2 separate regions of the Mus musculus genome follow, and region 1 is linked to region 2. Evidence: chromatin contacts called from public HiChIP or PLAC-seq data. All regions are on one chromosome and are shown on one strand. Each heading gives the region's core, a stretch centred on a gene start, on an enhancer-like site or on the middle of the called end of the contact. The rest is flanking DNA. Distances are from core to core; before and after follow the strand shown.

The links. HiChIP or PLAC-seq counts read pairs in DNA pulled down with a chosen protein or histone mark.
Region 1: a contact with region 2 is called in an H3K4me3 HiChIP or PLAC-seq map of bone marrow-derived macrophages, with 2.0 times the contacts expected there. The contact joins the promoter of Mycl here to the enhancer-like site in region 2. A contact is called at or near these places in 9 of 39 promoter capture datasets (the 3T3-L1 cell line, 3T3-L1-derived adipocytes, the C10 cell line and 5 more), 2 of 15 datasets of contacts at CTCF or cohesin (large pre-B cells and pro-B cells), 17 of 484 Hi-C or Micro-C datasets (B cells, CD4 T cells, CD8 T cells and 13 more), 10 of 115 datasets of contacts at active chromatin or transcription factors (CD8 T cells, DN3 thymocytes, the HPC-7 cell line and 7 more) and 3 of 9 other capture datasets (adipose tissue, liver and pancreatic islet).

What each region holds. Positions count from the first base shown.
Region 1 is chr4:122,994,205-122,999,489 of GRCm38.p6, forward strand. It overlaps Mycl (v-myc avian myelocytomatosis viral oncogene lung carcinoma derived), which reads left to right and starts at 1,727. Exons shown (of 3, transcript NM_001303121.1): 1 at 1,727-1,946; 2 at 2,310-2,814. The coding sequence starts at 1,866.
Region 2 is chr4:122,865,683-122,871,133 of GRCm38.p6, forward strand. It overlaps Cap1 (CAP, adenylate cyclase-associated protein 1 (yeast)), which reads right to left. Exons shown (of 13, transcript NM_001358035.1): 4 at 4,012-4,089; 5 at 1,971-2,114; 6 at 1,803-1,888. Among named protein-coding and RNA genes, the nearest start is that of Cap1, 18 kb to the right of the region's middle. Within about 2 kb of position 2,564, at least 53 of the 459 cell types and tissues checked have an H3K27ac peak or open chromatin away from gene starts, as enhancers often do. A contact at or near this core is called in Th17 cells, bone marrow-derived macrophages, double positive thymocytes and 1 more, where this site is marked.

The DNA.
Region 1 (5,285 bases), core at 477-2,976, 130 kb after region 2:
TTTCAAAAAAAAAAAAAAAAGAACAAAATGAACAACTCAGGTAGGCCTATTTTCCAAATATAGATTCCAAGCCTCCTGTGAATTCTATGCAACAATATCTCCCTTAAAAGTTATTTTCCTGCTTACATTGGTTTCTGTTATTGTGACCAAGACCCCGGAAAGTGCAGCAACCACCACAGACATCTGCATGCCTGACAACAAGACCCTGAAAGGGAGTCTAATCCCTCTGCACCAAGGCTGCAACCAAATCAGGAGCCTTTTCTGGGCCTCCCAGTACAGCACAGAGCAGGGCATACAGGCCGTCTCAATAAAATCTGGTTGGCTAGGTCACTCAGGAAGCCAGTGCGTAAATATTGCCAGAAGTCATTCTAGGTGCAGGGACTACAAAGCGAGCCAATTCCTGCTTTCAAGGATGTCCTACACACACCTTAGACACAACAAATGGAAAATGGAGAGTCACACACACCCCCTGTCTTCTCACCCAACTCGTGGGTCATCTCACACCTCCCTGGCCCAAAACAACGGGACGTGTTTATCCTTCTGGCTTCAGTCTGTTAGGATGGCAACAGCCTGTAGTTCTGAGTAGTTAGACAAAAAGAGTAGGAGGAAGAGAAGGATGGCAGACAACCAGACACCAGACCTTGATGCCAGGTGTAGGATTCTAGATGAATTGGCTGCTATCCTAAGTTACCTTCCTTGGACCTAAATTAGTTAGTCTTTTCCTTTCTCAGAAGGTAGCCTGTTTATGATAACACAAAGGAAATATATATATATCTCCATCGTCTCGGCCAGGGATGTCATGCAAAACTTCAAACACTTTGATCCCACAGCTAGGAAGCACAAAACAGGGGCCTGAATGAAGTTTCCACACCCCTACACTCCTATCTCTAAAACAGCCGTTAGGAGAGTTTTGTGTGGAGGATGAATTCTGGGAGGCAGGGCTGTGAAGGAAGGGTCAAGTGTCAGCTATGACCTGGGGGATGACAGAGGTCTCACTACCCTCCCCAGGGATAAAGCTGCTGTTGTTCGAATTCTCTCATGTCCTTTCCTAAGGTGCTCTATCTTTTTAGTAAACAAATTCAGCCCGGCGATCCTGTGAAGTCATTACCATTCCTTCATTTCACAAGTAAAATTGGGGCTCCGAGGGATTATATATACTGCAGGCTTTCTAGCTCGGAATCTTCACTGCTATTCAAGGTTTAAGCCACTGAGCTAAAGAATGGGCTAATGGTTACTGAAGCAATGGGTTGAAGAAGCCTGGGTTCAGGGCCGAGGGCCACCAGGTGGCGCGGTGGAGGTGCAGTGTGTGCCCCACCATCACCACCACCACCTCCTCTGTCATGGGTGGGACGCACCTGAACCTGGTGGGGCGCGCCCCGGGAAGTAGACTAGCAGGGTGGGGCAGGGAGCAGCTCTAGTCCTTGGCTCTGAGTAGGCGCGGAGCGCCGCTTTAGTTAAGTCGCTTGGACCGCGGGAGCCTCTCGAACAGTCACGCCTCCACCAGGAGACTGCGGGGCTGCATCAGCTCTTCTGCTCTGCGCTCCCCAGCGTACAATTTATTAGGGAGCTTCAAGGGATAGAATAGAAACGACCAGTTCAGCCAGGAGGTGGGGCCGGCCCCACCTGTCGCCAGCGGAGAGAGGGGCGGGAGGGGGAGGGGCTTGTCTCCTAGGGACCACCCCCCCTCCTGGTCCCCAAGCCCCGGGCACGCGACGAGATATAAAGCAGTCGGGAAACAATGCGCCTGCAGATCGCGCTCCCGCGTCGATCCCGGGAGCGTCCTGGCTGCCGTGTGCGAGCGAGGCGGGGGGCGCGCGCACGGGGGGCGCGCTCGTGAGTGCGGGGCCGCGCGCTCGGTGGCGCGCATGTGTGTGTGTGCGGGCTGCCGGGCTTCCCCGAGCCGGCGGGGAGCCGCTCCGCTCCAGGTGGCGGGCGGCGGGAGCGAGGTGAGGCTGCGGGTGGCCCGGGCAGGGGTCCCCAGGGGACTGGCGGGCTGCAAGGCTGCAGACTGCCTTCGAGACAGCGCGCCCCCGCCCGGCCCTGCTGTGCCCCCGGAGCTGAGCTCCGGGCGGTGCTGGCAAAGTTTGCTTTGAACTCGCTCCCCTCAGCCTGGTCGGCCCGTTGCGAGCTGCCCTGAGCGAGCTGACCCCAGGCCAGGCTTCCCAGGAGCAGGGACCAGGGCGCGGGCTGCAAGCTGGTGGGCCTGGGGAGAGACCAGAGCCCCGCAGCCAGCTGCAGCGAGGGACTCGGAGCCGCCTCTTCCCTCGGCGGGCACCGCAGTCAGCTCGTCTCCCCCTTCCCTCCCGCAGGGAGCGGACATGGACTTCGACTCGTATCAGCACTATTTCTACGACTATGACTGCGGAGAGGATTTCTACCGCTCCACGGCGCCCAGCGAGGACATCTGGAAGAAATTCGAGCTGGTGCCGTCGCCCCCCACGTCGCCGCCCTGGGGCTCCGGTCCCGGCGCCGTGGACCCAGCCTCTGGGATTAATCCCGGGGAGCCGTGGCCTGGAGGGGGTGCCGGGGACGAGGCGGAATCTCGGGGCCATTCGAAAGCCTGGGGCAGGAATTATGCTTCCATCATTCGCCGTGACTGCATGTGGAGCGGCTTCTCCGCCCGAGAACGGCTGGAGAGAGTGGTGAGCGACAGGCTGGCCCCAGGCGCGCCCCGGGGGAACCCGCCCAAAGCGCCCGCTACCCCGGACGGCACTCCTAGTCTGGAAGCCAGTAACCCGGCGCCCGCCACCCAATGTCAGCTGGGCGAGCCCAAGACTCAGGCCTGCTCCGGGTCCGAGAGCCCCAGCGATTCTGGTAAGGACCACCCGGGGGCTAGCTAAGAGGGAGGCACCCCTTGGGTGGCCAGAGCTCTATCTACCGCTGTTTGAAATCAGGCATTAGATCTTAAACCTTCCCATCACCTCCCCATTTTCTGACTGAAGCTGTCGGTGTAGCCCCCAGCTGTGTCTGTCTGGCACGTGGGTGTGTTGGTAAACAGTTTGGAGAAGTGGGGAGGGAGCCAGCGTCCCTCTGATGGTGATTGGAGCCCCAGGGGACCAGGGCGACTTGGTGAGGGTTGGCGCTTAGAGAGGACAATACTCGGGTTGGACTGTAGGGGATTTCTGTCCTTGGGAGGTTGAAAGGGTTCCCTTAAGAGTCACTCCAAGCTTGAAGCTTTTTTGTTGCTGCCTCTTTCCCTGGGAAACTCACACTTCCCTAAGGGAGAAAAGACTGAGATACCTTTTGAGCAGAACCAAAAGCCTTCCTCCACTCGAAAACCTCCATCTCCCGCCTGCTGCACTTTAAATTGCTAATTCTCTTCTCTTACCCCAGTCCCAGTCCTTACTACTTCCCATCACTAGTGACTAGTGAGACAGGTGGAGGGAGAGTAAACGCTCCTCTTAACAGATGGGAAAACTGAGGATTAGAGACAGGAAATCAGTCAAGTGAGCCCCAGCCTCCTGCTGTCTAGTCGCTTCTTTTCCCAACTCCTTTCCCTGTCTTTCTTGGTGTTTAGAGGGTCTTCCTCATAGCTTGTTTGAGAAGAGCTACACGATGCCTGTTGATTTGGCCTTAGGAAGGTATCCAATCTCCCGCCCAATACATCTGTGGGCTTCGGCTGCTCTTCTACATTCAACATTCCTGCTCGGTCCCATCTCTGGTATTGAGATAATGGTCGTAGCGCCCCAGGCCTCCCTCCATACTGATGAAGAGCAGTCTTCACTGAGCTCAGACCACCTTGCTCTTCCCCTAGCCTCTGAGCCCCCCCCCCCCCCCACTCAGTAGAAGTACACGGGAAAGGATGCTATTGCAGGTGCAGCAGGAGGCTTTGGGCACATTCATTTCCGACAGAGAAAAGTCACTGCAGCAATCAAGAATCATGGGCTTTTGAGAGGGAACTGGGGAATTGGATGTGGAAGTTGTACAGCTATGGAGGGAAATGAGAACAGAATTAAAAAGTCTCTTTTTCTTCGATGCATTTGTGTTAAGGTCATTTTTAACCTGCAACAGGAATTTATGTTTTGTCGGATGACTTAGATAGGAAGCTTGAGATCAAGAACCTAGAGAAGAGCCAGCTCCGCAAGGGCTGTTAGAGAGACCGTTTTGGAAGTTTGGAGATCTTTATTAGCAATCCAGACCATCATAAAAATAACAGGGACTGAGGCTGACCTGGGCCTCCGTTTCTCCTTTTGAAAATGAGGAGGAATGAACTTGGTTGTCCTGCTGAGGACATCCCTTATCTTGTAGAATCTGATACTACTTTCTGCAAAGGAGAATGGTGTCCTAAATGATACCTTCCTTAGATACAGCCTTCTGTGCTGTGAGATTTAACAATGAAAATTAAAGGTTTGGGATGTACAGAAACTTGAATCATTTCCTGACCTGCCCTTTAACCTGAACCTGTTTGTGGGCTCCTGGTTCACTCTCTGGCCACATGGCCTAGAACAAAATGCAACAGATTGCAAACAATGAGGGGGTGGGGTGGGGAGGGTGACTGACGGCACAGCTCAGCCAATAGGGATTAGGGGCTGGGGAAAACAGCATTCCAAACACAGCTTAGGCAGCCAATCACAGGCTTTGAGGCCAGGGGGCTGAATGGTCAGGTTTTATTAATGGAGAAATAATGCGATTGTCCACACAATGGAAACCTTCCTGACAAAGGGGCTCAAGCCTCCTGATATGCAAAAGAGGCGGAGGACGGAGCTCTTCTGTTGCCGGCCAGATTGCTTTAAGGGTGGCCTTCTGTGTTGAGGACTACAAGATGTGGGGAGCAAGAGGGTCTTTCCCTAATTGCCTGATCAGATTGGCTTCATCCCACAGACCTTCCAGCTAGGGAATGGTAGGGACACTACTTGGTCTATTCGAGTCCTTGGCATGTTGGCCTTTGTATCTGGGTCACTCTACCGTTATTTCTCCGCCTCTGGTGCAGCTCATTGGGAAACGGTCGCTTGTACATTTGCAAAGTTCCTGAGGCTCTCGTGACCTGTGATTATAAATACGACCCTCTTCTGGTCCAGGGGTGGGGGTGGGGCAGATGACCTATAAATGATGGATGGCTTTAGAAACCCATTGAACCCAGGAACAAAATGCTCCTGAGGGAAACCCTTCCCCTCCCCTCTGTGGCTGAAGAGAACCGGTTGTAGCCCTCCCTTCTCTGCATCTTCAGCTGAAAGGATGGCAGAATAGAGAGGTGGGGGAATAATAGGATTTACAACTTGTGAAAAGTAACAATCCCCTAGCGCAGGCTGTGCTGGGCAGGAACAAAGGGCAACTCTGCCCACAGA
Region 2 (5,451 bases), core at 1,314-3,813:
AGTGGATCTCTGAGTTCGAGGCCAGCCCAACCTGATCTACAGAGGGAGTTCCAGGACAGCCAGGGCTATGAAGACAGACCGTGCCTCAAAACAAATAAACAAGCAAACAAACAAACAAACATCTTACCGTCTTACTCTAATTAGACCAAACTCCAGCAGAGCATGGACATTGGATTACATGTTTATTTTTGACAGCAGTGTTTATCAATGTTTTTGTTAGGACCAATTTTTTGTTTTTCCAAAATACACCATAAGCAGAACCTAACAGCAAAGTTGTTAAAAACATTTGTGTAGGAAGCCACAGTAAAACCAAGATTAGTGAAGCATTGCCATGGGATTGAGGGACTCCATGAGCCCAGTGCCTTGTGTCAAAATATGCTCCCAACTAAAAGTGTTTCTTTAAGAGAAAACCATCAGCTGTGCAATAGTGGCACATGCCTTATCCCAGCACTCAGGAGACAGAAGCAGGTAGACTGAAAGCCAGCCTGGTCTACAGATGGAGTTCCAGGACAGCCAGGGCTACACACAGAGAAACACTGTCTCAAAAAACAAATATAAACAAACAAAAAAAGAAAGAGAGAGATTGGGGGGTCAACAATCAGCATTTGTTATAGAAGGTACATTGCATTGTAAGTAGACTAATCCTTCTCTTTGTAAACGTTAGCTGGAAGGTTCTGTGATTACTTAGCCCAAGGCCTAATTTCTTCAGCTATAAATGATAGGGTAAATTCCAAAGAGGGTCTGAGTAATTCCAGGCATCTAGAAGGATTTTTAAAAGTGTGTGGTGGTGTGGGACACATTACACACAAATGAAGGCTTATTTCTTACACAGCTTCATCAAATGTCTGCTGACTAATGATGTCTGGAGAGTTATACAGCTAAGTAACTGTAGTCACTCCAATTCAAAATTAGCAATAGAGAAGTCATTTAGGACTAGCATGATTATGTGGATAGAACACAAAGACTCCCTTTCTTCATACAGGTCCTGGCTAGGCAGCCTGTCAGTTTACCTGAACACATGAATATACAAGGCACTTTACTTCATTAAGTCCGACTGACCCCTTTGTCATAGCACTGTTGAGACACAGCAACAGAAGAACAAAATCTGATACAAACAAGCAACTTAAAAATCTGGAGAGATGGCTACATAGATAAGAGCAGTAGCTGCTCTTTCAGGGGGACCCTGTGTCAATTCCTAGCACTCACATGGCATCTCACAAGATCTATAACTCCAGTTCCAGAGGAGTGACACAGTGCATAGATTTACACCCAAGCCAAAAAATAAAAAACCTTACACATAATAATAATAATAATAATAATAATAATACAGTAATTTTTTAAAAGAAACTTCAAAAGTATTAATCCATTTTACCTCTAACATGACCCCCTTAACCTGGGCGGGGAAACTAAAGAGCACCTAGCATTCAGAGTCAAAATGGAGGGGCTGGTGAGATGGCTCAGTGGGTAAGAGCACCCGACTGCTCTTCCGAAGGTCCAGAGTTCAAATCCCAGCAACCACATGGTGGCTCACAACCATCCGTAACAAGATCTGACTCCCTCTTCTGGTGTGTCTGAAGACAGCTACAGTGTACTTACATATAATAATAAATAAATAAATCTTTAAAAAAAAAAAAAAAAAGAAATGGAAGCAGAAATATTTCCTGCTTGCAAATGCAGTTTCTATGAGATGAGATCTACCAAGTTTCCACGAAACAGCCTTGAAGTGAGAAGACCAACACAGAGGTCACTCCAGGAGGTGACATCTACATTTGTCCTGCCCCCTGGGGAAAGGCTAGACTCACACATCTCTGTACTCCTTGAGGACACGATTTGTGTAAAACATGGCCGCGTCATTCATCTCTTTCACAAAGGGGCCAGGTTTCGCAGCCTGTAGAGGAAGAAGCAGCCAGTGACACATAGTCTCTGCAGCCATACCTCCTTCCCTGCTTACATCCTCCCCTCCGTCTTACCAGAGCCACCCAGCCCAAGGCCTGGATGCTTTCACTGACAGCAGATAGATGATTAAAAAACTTGCTGCCTCGGTTCTTCTCCCGGAAGGTTATAACTTCTTGGATCTGCTCCGAGATAGGTGCCAACAAATCAGAAAGTTTATTCTAGGAGAGATGGGAAACAACTATGGTTAGTATTTCTTTTTTTTTTTTTTTTTTTTTTTTTCCATTTTTTATTAGGTATTTAACTCATTTACATTTCCAATGCTATACCAAAAGTCCCCCATATCCACCCACCCCCACTCCCCTGCCCACCCACTCCCCCTTTTTGGCCCTGGTATTCCCCTGTACTGGGGCATATAATAGTATTTCTATATATGCAGACCAACTGTTGACTCTGAAGGCAAGTGATTCCCCCTCTTCAGTTTATAGGGACAATATTCTATGTAGTCTAGAATCCAGAATACTCCTGCCTCGGCTCCCAAGTGTTGAAATTATAACCATGTACCCAAAGCATGGCAATGGGAGAATTTGTTATGGCCTATAATGAACACCTAGGTAAACTTTGTATCCACCCCACCATGACTCACCATGACTCACATGACTAAGATACTGCTCATATCCTTCCTCTGCATAAAGTTTCAAGTCCTCAAGAGAGACTTTGTGCTTAAAACCTATATTCTGTATTTGAAAAGCCCCTCCCTCCATTCAAACCACTTGTCTCTTTTCTGACTCACCAATAGAAGATACAGCTTATTTTTGTTCCTTATGCTCTTTCTCCACTTATCTAAATAACTTCATGAGCTTTTAGCTTTTAGCTTCATGTGGCAGCTTTTTTACCCCAGCTGCCACAGCTTCTGTATCATATGTCAATATAACCCATCTCGATACCTTACCATACAACACTGCAAACTATCCCCAGACCCACATATGTCCTTCCTTTCCCTTGTTTCTCTGTAAGACAGGGTCTCTCTCATGCAGTCCAGGCTGCTGTGTATGTAGCCGAGGATGACTTTAACGCCTCCTGATTTCTCTCTCCACTTCCCAAATGCTAGGATTAAAGGTATACTACCAAACCTAGTGCTTGTTTTTCTGTTAACTTTTCAAAGGCCAGAGCTTTGTCTCAGTTCTCCTTTGTCCTCAATGCACCCTGAGCCACACAGCAGCTGCTTAGTAGAGATCTGGTGATTCAAATGCAGTCCGTGATGCTGCCATTCAAAGCCACTGAGCAAAATGGATGTGCCTTGTGTTCCCACTTTTTGATCCTCCCTTCAAAACTAGGTTTCCTAACCATGTCAGTTCTCAGGTCCTGTGTGCACAGTCTAACGAGAAGTGTGAAAACTTCTCTAAAGTACTAATCAGTGAATATTTGTTCCCCCAAAAAACTTCATTTCCATACACTGGAGGAAATCAGCCTATAGTCTGTGGTTTTGCTAACCTTAGTCTAAAATATGACAGTGTCTCAGCTATTTTATTCATCTAGGGAAGTATGAACTTGGAGAGAAGACAGAGATACAACACTCTCGTCACTCAAGACAGATATTTAAATTATCTGCATTGTTTCCACAGACTTAGGCATGACAAGGATCAAGGATTTTATTTATTTCAGCCTTAGCAGGAAGACTTGTTTTAGCATCTTCTGTGATCAAGAAAACCTAAGACAAGTTAATAATCTTTCCTTCTAAGAAAGTTCTCATTTCTCTAACTTAACTTTCCATAGCAGATAGCAGAAAATGTTGAAATAAGAGTCAAGCTAAAGGGAGGGTAAGGGATGAAGGCAGTCCCAGTATCAAAGGCTTAGGATCCCCACCACAGCTGTGCCACCTGTCAAACACCAAAGCTGCCTGACAGAAGCAGCGACATCCCAGGGGCAACTAAAGTAATGAACAAAATGACAGAAAACAAAAAGTCATTGGGGACTGGTAACTACCCAAGGCACAGTCCCATGGGGCACTTGAGTGCTTTTATGTCTGTACACTGCTGTGTGTTATTGTAGCACGCTGTGACAGCCTCTTGGAAATTTCTGAGCATCAGAGCAAGCGCAACTATCTAGTAAACTTACACCAGCTGGCTGCTGGCACTGAGAAGCTGTAGCCAGGAGAGCTCGCTCCAACTTCAGGCCTGTGTGGACCATCTCCGCCTGCAGGAAAAAACAATCTGCTGTCCATGACACATGACATTAAGGATAACCTGAAACTTACACATCCACAAGCCCTCCATGTTGTCTGACTCGTGCATTCCAGAGTTCAGGGACTGATACCAGAATCACATTCACTATCGTTCCTGTTGGAACTGTCAAGGACAAATAGCCAGAACTGAAAATGAAGATAGCCCATCTTAGGTGAAGGCAAGTTAGTGAGTTCAGATGAAGTACTTTTGGGATCTATCTGTTTGGATTTTTGCTGGGGGTGGGGGTTGTTTGTTTGTTGAGGTACTAGGGATAGAATCCAAGGCTTTTGAATGGTACAAAAAATATTCTACCACTGAGGTAATAAGTGTAGCCCAGGCCCAAGTAAAATTTGCTTAAATTTACTTTTATTTTTATTCAAGTATCTCTGTGCATATGCCAGTTTAGGCCAGCAGAGGGTGTCAGATCCCCTGAACTGGAGCCATGAAGCACCTGAAGTGGGTGCTGGGAAGAGAGCTCAAGACATCTGCAAGAGCATCTCTCCAGCTCCTTATTTTATTTTTAGATGTTTTGAGACAGGATCTTAAATGTGTGACATCCTCAGGCCATAGTCTCCCAAGACTAAAATGACAGGCAGGAGCTACCACACTGCAGCTAGACTTGTACTTTCAGAGATAAAAGTGACATATGTTTAAAAAACTTTTTCGGGGGGCTGGAGAGGGCTCAGCAGTTAAGAACACAAGCTGTTCTTCCACGGGACTCAGAGTTGGTTCTCATCACCCATCATGGCTCACACCATCTGTAACTCTACTTCTAGGGGATTCAATGTCCTCTTCTGGCCTCTCTGGGCACCATGCACACAACTGGTATATGGACATGCATGCAGGGAAAACACACAGACATATAGAATTTTTTTAAAGGTTGCTTAAATTCTTTTTCAAATGTTATACAATTGTCTGAAGTAAAAAATATACCACCATTCCCCTACCAATGGAAAGTCCCAGTGCTCCACAGAGTCCCCACCTCTCAGACACTGCCAACGGCTAGTGTATAAGGGGCTCAGGGTCAGTTAGAAAGAGCCTAAATATGGTTACTGTTTATAAATGATCATTCCGTGCTGGGCTCCAGAAGAGATGCAGAGTGTCAGTGAGTGTGGGATGCAGGTGGTGGTGACAGTGTAGGAGGCAGAGCATGAAGGGAAGTGGGAGGACAGGCATCTGTCATTGCCTACCTCATTCTCGCAGGGGCTAAATGTGAAAGTAATCCATATTAGCATAACTAATAACTACCATCCTCGGTTTATAGGTGCTAAGTCACGAAAGTGATTCTTTTGAATAAGCCACCCTCCACTTGGTTACATAACATTAAGATAAG